2 separate regions of the Gossypium hirsutum genome follow, and region 2 is linked to region 1. Evidence: chromatin contacts called from public Hi-C data. All regions are on one chromosome and are shown on one strand. Each heading gives the region's core, a stretch centred on a gene start, on an enhancer-like site or on the middle of the called end of the contact. The rest is flanking DNA. Distances are from core to core; before and after follow the strand shown.

Evidence for each region. A called contact is a pair of places that touch in the nucleus more often than the background predicts.
Region 2: a contact with region 1 is called in a Hi-C map of leaf, with 1.7 times the contacts expected there. The contact joins the enhancer-like site here to the promoter of LOC107962338 in region 1. A contact is called at or near these places in 8 of 34 Hi-C or Micro-C datasets (callus, hypocotyl and leaf).

What each region holds. Positions count from the first base shown.
Region 1 is chrA06:45,748,791-45,753,767 of Gossypium_hirsutum_v2.1, reverse strand. It overlaps LOC107962338 (probable sarcosine oxidase), which reads right to left and starts at 2,648. Exons shown (of 1, transcript XM_016898681.2): 1 at 965-2,648. The coding sequence starts at 2,347. The coding sequence ends at 1,115. It overlaps LOC107962339 (a long non-coding RNA gene), which reads left to right. Exons shown (of 2, transcript XR_005928685.1): 1 at 1-128; 2 at 281-963.
Region 2 is chrA06:46,067,573-46,072,549 of Gossypium_hirsutum_v2.1, reverse strand. All of the region lies in intron 7 of LOC107962336, which reads left to right. Among protein-coding and RNA genes, the nearest start is that of LOC107962336, 17 kb to the left of the region's middle. Within about 2 kb of position 2,914, at least 5 of the 9 cell types and tissues checked have an H3K27ac peak or open chromatin away from gene starts, as enhancers often do. A contact at or near this core is called in hypocotyl and leaf, where this site is marked.

The DNA of each region.
Region 1 (4,977 bases), core at 1,399-3,898:
CGAAGCTCTCGTCACACTCTCCTCATTTAAGGCTTAGAATTTTTAAAATGGCCTAAAACCCTTCTGAATCTACCCTTCGGATCACGATCGATTTGCAAATACCGCCGTTCAACCGCCTCGATTTTCCAGTATGTTATTCTCCGCACTGGAGATCCGAACCCAAAAGATTAGTGGCGTTTCTTTTTATTTTTCGATTTCTTTTACTATTTTTTGAATACCGACTTTTCTCTGTTTGGAGGTGCGGTTCGGATGAAGCTCTTCCTTCTTTTCGGTTTTGCAGGCTTCGATTCAGGTCCCTTTCTCTTTTTTCTTTTAGTTGAATTTGTGGTTGGGTTCTCTATTGGTCTCTGTTCGCTTGCTGCTGGGTTTGTGAGTTATGGTTTGGGGAGCTAGGCTTGGTGCTGAAGTATGATGATGGATAGTTAAGGTGTTGCAAGAGGGCTATGGAAATGGTGGAGTTGGGCGAGTTGAGGAGGTTGCTGTTTAGAGATGGTAATGGTTAATTGAGGGAGGGGAGCTAGTGTATAGACGAGGCAAGGTGTTGAATGGTGAAGGCAGTGGGGTGCTTGATTGGTGTTGGTAACGGAGGTTTTGGCTTCTGGGTTAGCTCAGACAAACCAAGAATCTTGCTGTGCTACTGCTGTCTTCTTTTTTTCTGAAAATTTTGCTAACGTCCACTTCTTCTTGTTGCAGGGTGCTTATAACGGAGCACTGGCGTGGGACTTTGGTGAAGCTGGTGTGTGCAGCAGGGTGGTTGATGGGATTTGTCGACAGAGGGTATGGTGGTGGCAGTAATCGGTTGATGAGATGGTGACTATGTGAGGGACCGAAATGCATAATTTGTGAAAGTCAAAGGGCTTTTTATATATACATACCAATGGGTTAAAGCCCAAAACTTTTAAATTTAAATTAATGCAATAAAAATTCTTCTAATCTAAATAATTAGTGTCTATACTTAAATCACTTTTCAAGAGCAAATTTTTCTATCAACATGATAGAAGTTTTATTTATTTTTCTTGATGATTATTCATTCTAGAGCTAAAGAAAAAGAAGCAAAGATTAGTAGGGTGATGCTGATGGCAACTGAAAGAAAAACACATACAGAATCAAGTAATCACAATGTACTTTTTAATAACCCAACTTGATCTTCATATTCCTTAATGTTCCCTCTAGGATTCTCCTCAAATCTTGCTATCCTGAACTGTTTTAGCTCAACTCCCTTTGCCTTTCCTATAAGCGCTAAATCAGCCAATATCCTCCCTATCGCGGGTGACATCTTGAACCCATGACCTGAAAACCCACCTCCGATCACCACATCCTTCCCGAACTCCCCTCCCAAAAAATCGATCACGAAATCCTCATCAGGTGTCATCGAGTACACACACAATTGAGTTATGACTGGTTTGCTCGAATCGACTTTCCCTTTGAATCTTTGCTCAACCCATTGCTTTAATGAGTCGGGCACAAGTCCTGGTCCCCATGGCCTTTTGTCTGGGTTACATTGATAGCCTCCATGTACTGCTACTTTAATCAATCCCGGGTACTCCAGTGACGGTGTTCCATAAATGTATGGATGTCCGTAGCTAGCGAACGTCGGAAAATCATTTCCAATTGTATACTCGACCTCGTGTCCGTCCTTAATCCGCCAATAACATACATTGGTTTCCAATGGTTGGATAGGAAGTTCAATGCCGCACACCGTTTTAACCAAATTTCTCATCCAACCACCCACTGTCACCACACATTTTTTGCCCCAAAAAATTTCACCGTTACTTGCAGCTACCTTCAGTCCTCGGTCACCATCTTTGTTTATGCTAACCACTTTGATGTTGTCCTTAAGGCATGCACCATTCTTGAAAGCCAGCATTTGGAACATTGACACTGCCTTGGTGGGCTTGATGATGCCGCCAAGCTCGCACGACACACCAATCCAGTCCTCCGGTATATTGATCCGTCCCGAAAATCTTTCAGCGACTTCCCGGTGATCGAGGACTTGGTACCGGATGGCGTTCTTTCGACAAGTAGCGATCACAGAAAGGAGACTCTTGGTGTCGGATGGACCCATGTCGAACTGTTGGGCCTTGAAGTAAACCTTGAACCCGATTTCAGATTGAGCCTGCTCCCACAACCGATAGGACTCATCGACCAAGCCGAAGTAGTAGTCTTCAGGGTACGTTGCTCGTATGGTGCGTGACTCGCCGTGAGACGAACCTCGATGGTGGAGAAAGTCAAACTGCTCGAGGAGTAGCGTTTTTTGGCCTCTTTTGGCTAGTTGGTACGCCGTGGAGCTCCCCATGACGCCCGCCCCTACGACGATTACGTCAAATTCAAAGTCCGAATATCCCATATTCGTCGCACTGTTACAGTGACAGAAAGGGGGTTTAGCTATTCCTTTCAACTTGGCTTAGTTATTATTTCGCAGTGTGTGGCATATATAGTAGTACTAGCCAATAGCAGTAGGCATCTAAAATGATATTTTAATGTAAAAAAAGGCCCACATTTGGGAGGTAATTTCATTATTGCCATATGTTGTTTGTTTCTTCCTGATTTGACTAAAGATTAATCTAAATTCCGTAATACATACGAAAGTTGGTAAGCAATATATTTGGAACGTTTCATGTTCTAATTATGCTTCCAGTTCATGTATTTTTTCACATTTTAGATTCAGTCCTTTCTTTTTAATTCTATAAAATTCCTCAATTCCGTTCATTTAATAATTATAGTTTAATTAATAGAATCCTTAAAATATTTATATTAAAGTTGTTGTAAGCATTTTTGTTCGAGTTAAACTTGAATTAAGTTTGATTTGCACAATAAAAAAGATTCAAACTTTTGAATTTTATGATTATTTTTTACCCATGATTATTGTTATTAATAAAAAAAGATCTCGTGTTTTCTTAACAAAACCCAATGTTTTGAAATTAAATTTTCTTTATATTTTCTCAAATTTGTAAAATTGTTTTTGTTTAAAATTAATTATGACATAGAAAATTATGTGACATTTTAAAATTAATATGACGAAAGTAATGAAAAAAAGTCTGAATAATCTTACAACACCGTATTTGCTTATTTAACCACGTAATCATTTAAAAAAGAAAAAACAAATCACATAATTCAATTTTGAGTTAAGTCAATGCACTAAATATAACAGAAATACAACAACAATGAGCATAATTAATGCAATGGCATCAAAATCAAGTGCAAGGAAAAACATTATTCTTTTGCTGCACATTGATGGCCACCACAATTAAGGTTGAAATGAAGTCTTCTTAATGATGAAATAGGACTTTATTGAAAAAAAAAAGGGACTTTATCATTTAAAAAAAGAGTTGATAATGAGAATCTTGTGGAAAGCCAATCCCTTTGTCATATTAGGTAGCTTTATTTGTGCAACACCCTTCATTTTTGTCACCATCCATTTATCCCTTTCTTTTTTTTCTTTTTTTCTTTTTATGGTTAATTGATCTTTTGCTTTCTATGATGGCCCACTATAGTATTATTATTTGATTATAAGCTCAGTGTATTTATGCATGTATGCTGAGAAATTAATAACATGGTGTTTGTTTTAAGCAGGTTCCAAAAATGGAGGGTCTTGGTTTACCTAATGCAATCACAATTGAAATGATTTTGTTTATTCAGTAGGTTCTGCAATATACAGACTGGCATTGTAGCATCAATCTATCATAACGACAAATTGAATGTGGCATGGCTGACTCATCAATGACTAAACATTTGACCCACTAACAATCCTTTATACAACCCTTTTTTGTATGATAACTGGACACGTGTTACAATCCTAATCAAGTTTTCGTATGGGTGGTTCACGGCTGTAAGGAAACATGTATGAAAATCCATTTATATATTTATATAAACATCCATGATTTCATTTCATGGTTTGTTCCTAACTACTTGTTAAGACGTAACCACGATCATACTAGACAAACTTAGCATGCAATGCATTTCGACTGTATCTCTAATACTTAAAATTCCTTGACAACTCACTAAGTTCTTTTCTTAGAGATCCCTTATTACTCCTAAGCTAACTATTTACTTTACCTTTTTCTGCCAAAAGCATTGTTTGGGCGAATAGAACCACGTCAACCTATTCTCTTTAGAGACTTCGCCCAAGGGAGTACTCGCAAACTTTAACTCTTAGTCGAATCTAACATTTAGCCTTCTCAGGACCTATTCTGAAATTCTTGCAATATTCAAACATTAAAGCTTCACCGGGTGGGGTGTCACGGTTTTAAATAAAAGAGATCTTCCACCAGGCACTAGAGTTGGAAAGTTAGATTTCTGTAAGCATTGCATTTATGGAAAGCATACTCAAGTCAACTTTGATTTGGCAGTGCATAGGAAAAAAAGGACCCTTGACTACATTCATTCTGACTTATGGGGTTCGACTCTAGTCGTCTCTAATGAGGTAGCAAATATCTTCTTACTTTTATTGACGACCACTTGAAGCATAAGAATGAAGTCTTCGAGATCTTTAAATGTGGAATTCAATTCTAGAAAAGTAGATTGGGAGGTTCGTAAAACGGTAAAGAACGGATAATGGTCTCGAATTTTGTTCAGGTGAATTTAATGATTACTGCAAATGAAAAGGAATAGAAAGACATATCACAATTGTTACCTTGCAGCAGAATGGTGTTGCTAAAAGGATGAATAGAACTTTATTTGAGAAATCCTGATGTATGTTTTCAAATGCAAGTTTAGAAAATGAGTTTTAGGCTAAAGCAGTTAACCTGACAATTTATTATTGGAAAAATGAGTTTGGAAAACGTGGCGGAAAATAAGTTTAAGGGAAAAACCAAAGTTTTAATTTTTTTTCCAAAAATAAGAACGTGGTTGTGATATCTAAAGTAATAAACTCTTAATAAAAATTGTACCATTTTGATTCATCTATGATGAACGCTTCGATCGAGTAGTCTTCTCTGTTATCCTCAAGCTCATGTTTGCCAAGTGTGGGTTTGCTTT
Region 2 (4,977 bases), core at 1,665-4,164, 320 kb before region 1:
AGAAATATTTATGAAATGCAATTAAAAACACTTTGGTGAAGGAAAATCGTTTGCTTTGAAAAAGGGTTGAATAAAACTAGGTTTTAACTAAGTAAATTAACTAAGAACAATTAAAAGGTAAAAAATTCCAATGCACGATTTTTAAAAAGTAAGTTTAATCAATATTAAAAGGTAAAAAATTCCAATGCACGATTTTTGAAAAGTAAGTTTAATCAATATGACATAATTGTGTTAGATCAATTACATTTCTTAACTTAATATTACTAAAACAATATTCACGTTGTTACGAATAAATTCACGGTAGCTTGGTAATTTATTAACTATAGCACATACATACTTGCTAAATTAACTAGTCTCTTGAACATATTACTATGCCAATTTAAACAATTAATCAATTTTAATAAGTAAAAGATTAAGTGAGGTAACAATGTATTTCCATATTGAAACAGTTTAATCACAATAATATTGTAAGTTATGCAAGACTAATGTACCATTTAATATAGTCGCTAATTTAACCCTCAACTACCTTAGAAGACTAAACATGCACTGATTGAGTATTGTGTTAATGAATTACAATTTCAATACGATTAATAATTAATTCATTAGTTACCTTACAATCATAGTGCAAGTATAACATAATCATGGTTTTACATAATCAAACAATTTATTAAGACCTATAACAATACAAACATAATTTTAATAACTTAAGTAGATGAAATGCAGTCAACCTAACACAAATTAAATTTAAGTCATTTTAATTAAATTAAGAATAACAACATAACAAATATTCATAGATATGTTCATAACAACAACAATAAAAGTTAAAGGATAGAAAACTAGAATCAAATCCGCCGTTTCTCTGAAGCCTGACTAGTTTGCTCCGCTCTTCCTTCTTCGCTCATTCTGTTGAATTGAGGCTTCTACAAGCACTTGAATGTTACTATCCAAGGTGGTTGAAGGGTTATCTTCAAATAGGGAAATTGGCAAAGGAAATTAGAAGAGAAATGGGAAACAAATGAGAGAAAGTGAGTGAAAGAGAGAGAGATGTGTGGAATGAGAGGTGTGTTTAATAAATAGGTGAATGGGGTATTTATAGGTGGGATTGGTTGTTAAAAATAGAAAAAAATTAGCCGCCATATACCCCCCTTGGCTAGCCACACATGTAGCAAAGTTTGAATGTTTCAAACTTTGCTAAATTTAGCTTGGGGCAAATCTTTAAAAGCACAGAAAGTGGAAGGGTTTGAATGCGATTTCAAGGAAACATAAAGGGCTAATTCACAAGTTAATAAATTAGCTATTTTTAGCTGATTGGGTCAGCATGTTGGACGGTATTGGGCAGACCGATTGCTCGGTTGGATCAATCTTTTGTATTAGCACAACTGGGACTCCTTTCCAAATATAATTAATAATAATTATTTAACCCAAAATAAATTGGATAAAAAGAAAAGTTAATTATATTATGTATTAATATTCATAATTTGGACCATTTTAGGCTGAAAAATCAATTCGCTTCAATGCGTCAAAAAACGCTTCTCGATTTTGAGCTTCTAGCAGTTTTTGTCGAGTCAATTTTCACTCTTTATGCAAATTTGTTGAAAATAAATGAAAATTTATGAAAATTTATTATAAAATTAATTCAAAATTAATATGTTAATAATTTGAGTACAATTTAATTATTTTATAATTATATTATATTTTTCAACAAGAATTACTATGAAACTGCATGAATTTGAGTTTAAAATGACATGAAAAAGTCTATATTTTTGTGTTTCCATTGCTTGCAATAAAGTTCCTTTCGGTCCGTTTCTAAATTAAGAGGTAATTTGGTATTAATAATTTCACTCAATACCTTATTGGACGATAAGATTCAGTCAACCGAGTGAATTGCATCTTAAGATCTTTTTATTATTATTATAAAACTCTCCCATTTTTAATACGACAAAACCACAAATCAAGACGCACACCAATCGCTTTTAGTCTATTAGGAACATCACCCAAATTCTCATTCCATAATTTTAGCACCTTCGGCTCATACGTATCCTTTAATAACCAAGAAGCTTCGAATTTAAAATGTCAGTATTTCCCACGATTATTTCCTCAATCAGACTATAATAATAAGGGACTCTGATAAGAAAAAGCATGAGGAAGAAGATTCAATTTGTAGTTCTAAAATAAATCACCCTAAGCTTTATTAATAACCTAACAATCTAGCCATTCCCGAATGTTATTTGCGTAAGCCCGTCCTCTCTCCCATGTAAAGCATTGACCAATATCCCCCAAGTCTATAAGAGAGCAATCAGAAAAAAGTTTCTTGAAATCTACTCATTTGTATCTACCTTTGAGGTAACCCTCCTTTCTTTTCTGACAAATAAACTATTTCACTGAAATCCTCAATAACCAACCAAGGGATATGGGAACAATCATCCACAGAGTGCATTAAATTCCATGATGCCTTCCTCTGACTCTCCTCTGGTGCTCTATAAAACCTCGTACATCTCCAAGTTTTACCATATATATCTTCATCAACCATCATATTAATCTGCCTCATCGAAAAAGATCGTGATACCTTGCAATCATTACGCCAACCCAATGATAAACCCCCACTTCTACCATTCGAGTCAACGTTAATCCCATTCAGGAATCCACATTTACATCTTACCTCCACCATCGTAGAACCTTGTAGTTTTGTCTCTATTAAGAAAACTACAAAGGGATTGATATTTGTCAGCAAATGCTGGAGACGACGAACTATCTGAAACCTCTCCAAGCCTAAAATGTTCCAACTAAGCAGCTTCATTGTGTTCGGAGCAGGCCTTCCAATCTATTAGTGTTAGGTACCTGTAGCAGAGTACCTAGTGCTTCATTCGAATCTTCATGAAAAGAAACTCTTGAAGGAGTTGACCAAACCCAGGGTCGCTTTAGCCCATCACTGTGTTTTATTGGGCTATGTTCCTCTTCGTAGTGAACCATATCTACGTCATAATCGTTGCCACAGTCTTTAGACGCTTGACCTAAATTGACTACTTTTAATTGGCCTAAAACTAAAGGTGCATTGACCACCTTATTTATAAGAAGAGAATAATTGGAAATAAATCCTGAATAAGCCCTCTGATTAACTTGCCCCAATTAAGGAATCCCATAATATATCATTTCTGCAAATTTTATGGAGTTACCGGATTTGGAGCCATCACCCCTTTTGTCCTCCACCAACCATTTGCTCTTCCAAGCCGAATTTCTCCTTAACTAGGCCTGTAGAGAGATAGCCCATCGAAACATATATTTCTATCGCGGACTATGGGCTCTAATTGGACAAAAACTTTCACCATGCCCTAACTTACGACAGGGAAAGCAAAATAAAATGAGCTTTTCATATTCAAATCGCACAAAAATTGACTCACTATTCGGGATAGTGAGTTTTTTTTTTCCTTATTCTTAATGGTTTTCTAACATCAAGTCTCACCCTTACCCGCATTATTCTTTTATAACCCAATTGAATTATTGCTACATCATACTCAACAAAATTGCCGATAAAACTGCCCAACTGGCGAGCTAAAGTTTCAAACATGGATCCAAGCGGTAGTTCATAAATTTACGTCCAAAATTCCACCCAAAATAACGGAATAGAAAGAGGGTTGTCCCCCTCCTTAAGTGGATGTAATACTAGAATATGAGAGTTAAAGCTCCAAGGACCATTTCTTTTGACTCTGACCACATCAACTTCGAAATAAAAATGGAATAGAAATCGCTCGTGCCCTAGATCCGAGATGGAAACACGTCCTATAGGACACCAAACATTAGCCAACGTCAATTTCATCGCTTGAAAATTAACAACACTAGATGTAAGAAATGTTCCTAGATAACAGTTTGCATATGATGTTTCACGTTCAGACACATCAACCCCCAAGTGAATGGTCTGTTCTTTCTCATCTTCAAGAGAAAGATATGCTATTGAGTCTTTCATAAACACCAAATCCAAAAAACAAAACAAAGAGAAAATCGACAAATAGAACAGAAAAGAAGAATAGTGCTAGCAATAGCAAAAGGCATGTCAAAAGACATAGAGAAAGCGTGTCAAAAGACAAAGAAAAATGTAATATGATTGTTTTAAATTTGAACCATACAATAAAGTTATTTCAAAATTCTATTTTATTATATATATATGATATATATGATATGTTATGATATGATGTGTATGTATGCTATCATATATAAAATAAAGAAAATAAAAAAAGTAAGGTTACCTGTTTTTCCTTATTTCTAGCCCGATAGGTTGGATAAAAAATAAATGTTATATTTATATTTTATTTAATTTTTTTATTTTTATGAAATTCTATTTTTTAGTTTGTAATTTTAATAATCAACTATTTTATATAATTATATAAGTAAAAGAATAATTATGAAATTAAGATAAATTTTAATATAATTTTTTATATAGTGCAAATTTTAGGAAAGCTAAAATTAAAGAAAATATAAAGTTCTGATTTGAAAAAATTCAATGCATATGTTTAGTAAAAAATCAAATGAATTGAAAAAAAAAATATTGTATGAGATGAATGAGGATAGGAGAATTTTTCAAAAAAACAATTTCCATAATATATATTCAAAATTAAATCAATACACAATCAAACTATTTTTTTCCTGTAATTAACCATCTAGAAAATGAGATGAATGAGGAGATAGACCGGTAATAAAGTTGGATTGTAATTACACTAAAATCAATGCAAGAATTTACCAATTGATGTGAGGATTAATTGATTTGCCAAATGTCATCAAAAAAACAATGCCAACAAAGTCAATTTTCCTATTTTGTTTTTTTGTATATGTATATTTGCATACTCGCCATACACAAATTAATAGTGTTTATCAATGTTTTTAAAAGAAATAAAAAATAATGTAAATTTAATGTTAACATAAAAAATAAAATACTATTACATCATGTTTGGTTTACCATAATGAAATAAAGCTGTTATGGAATAA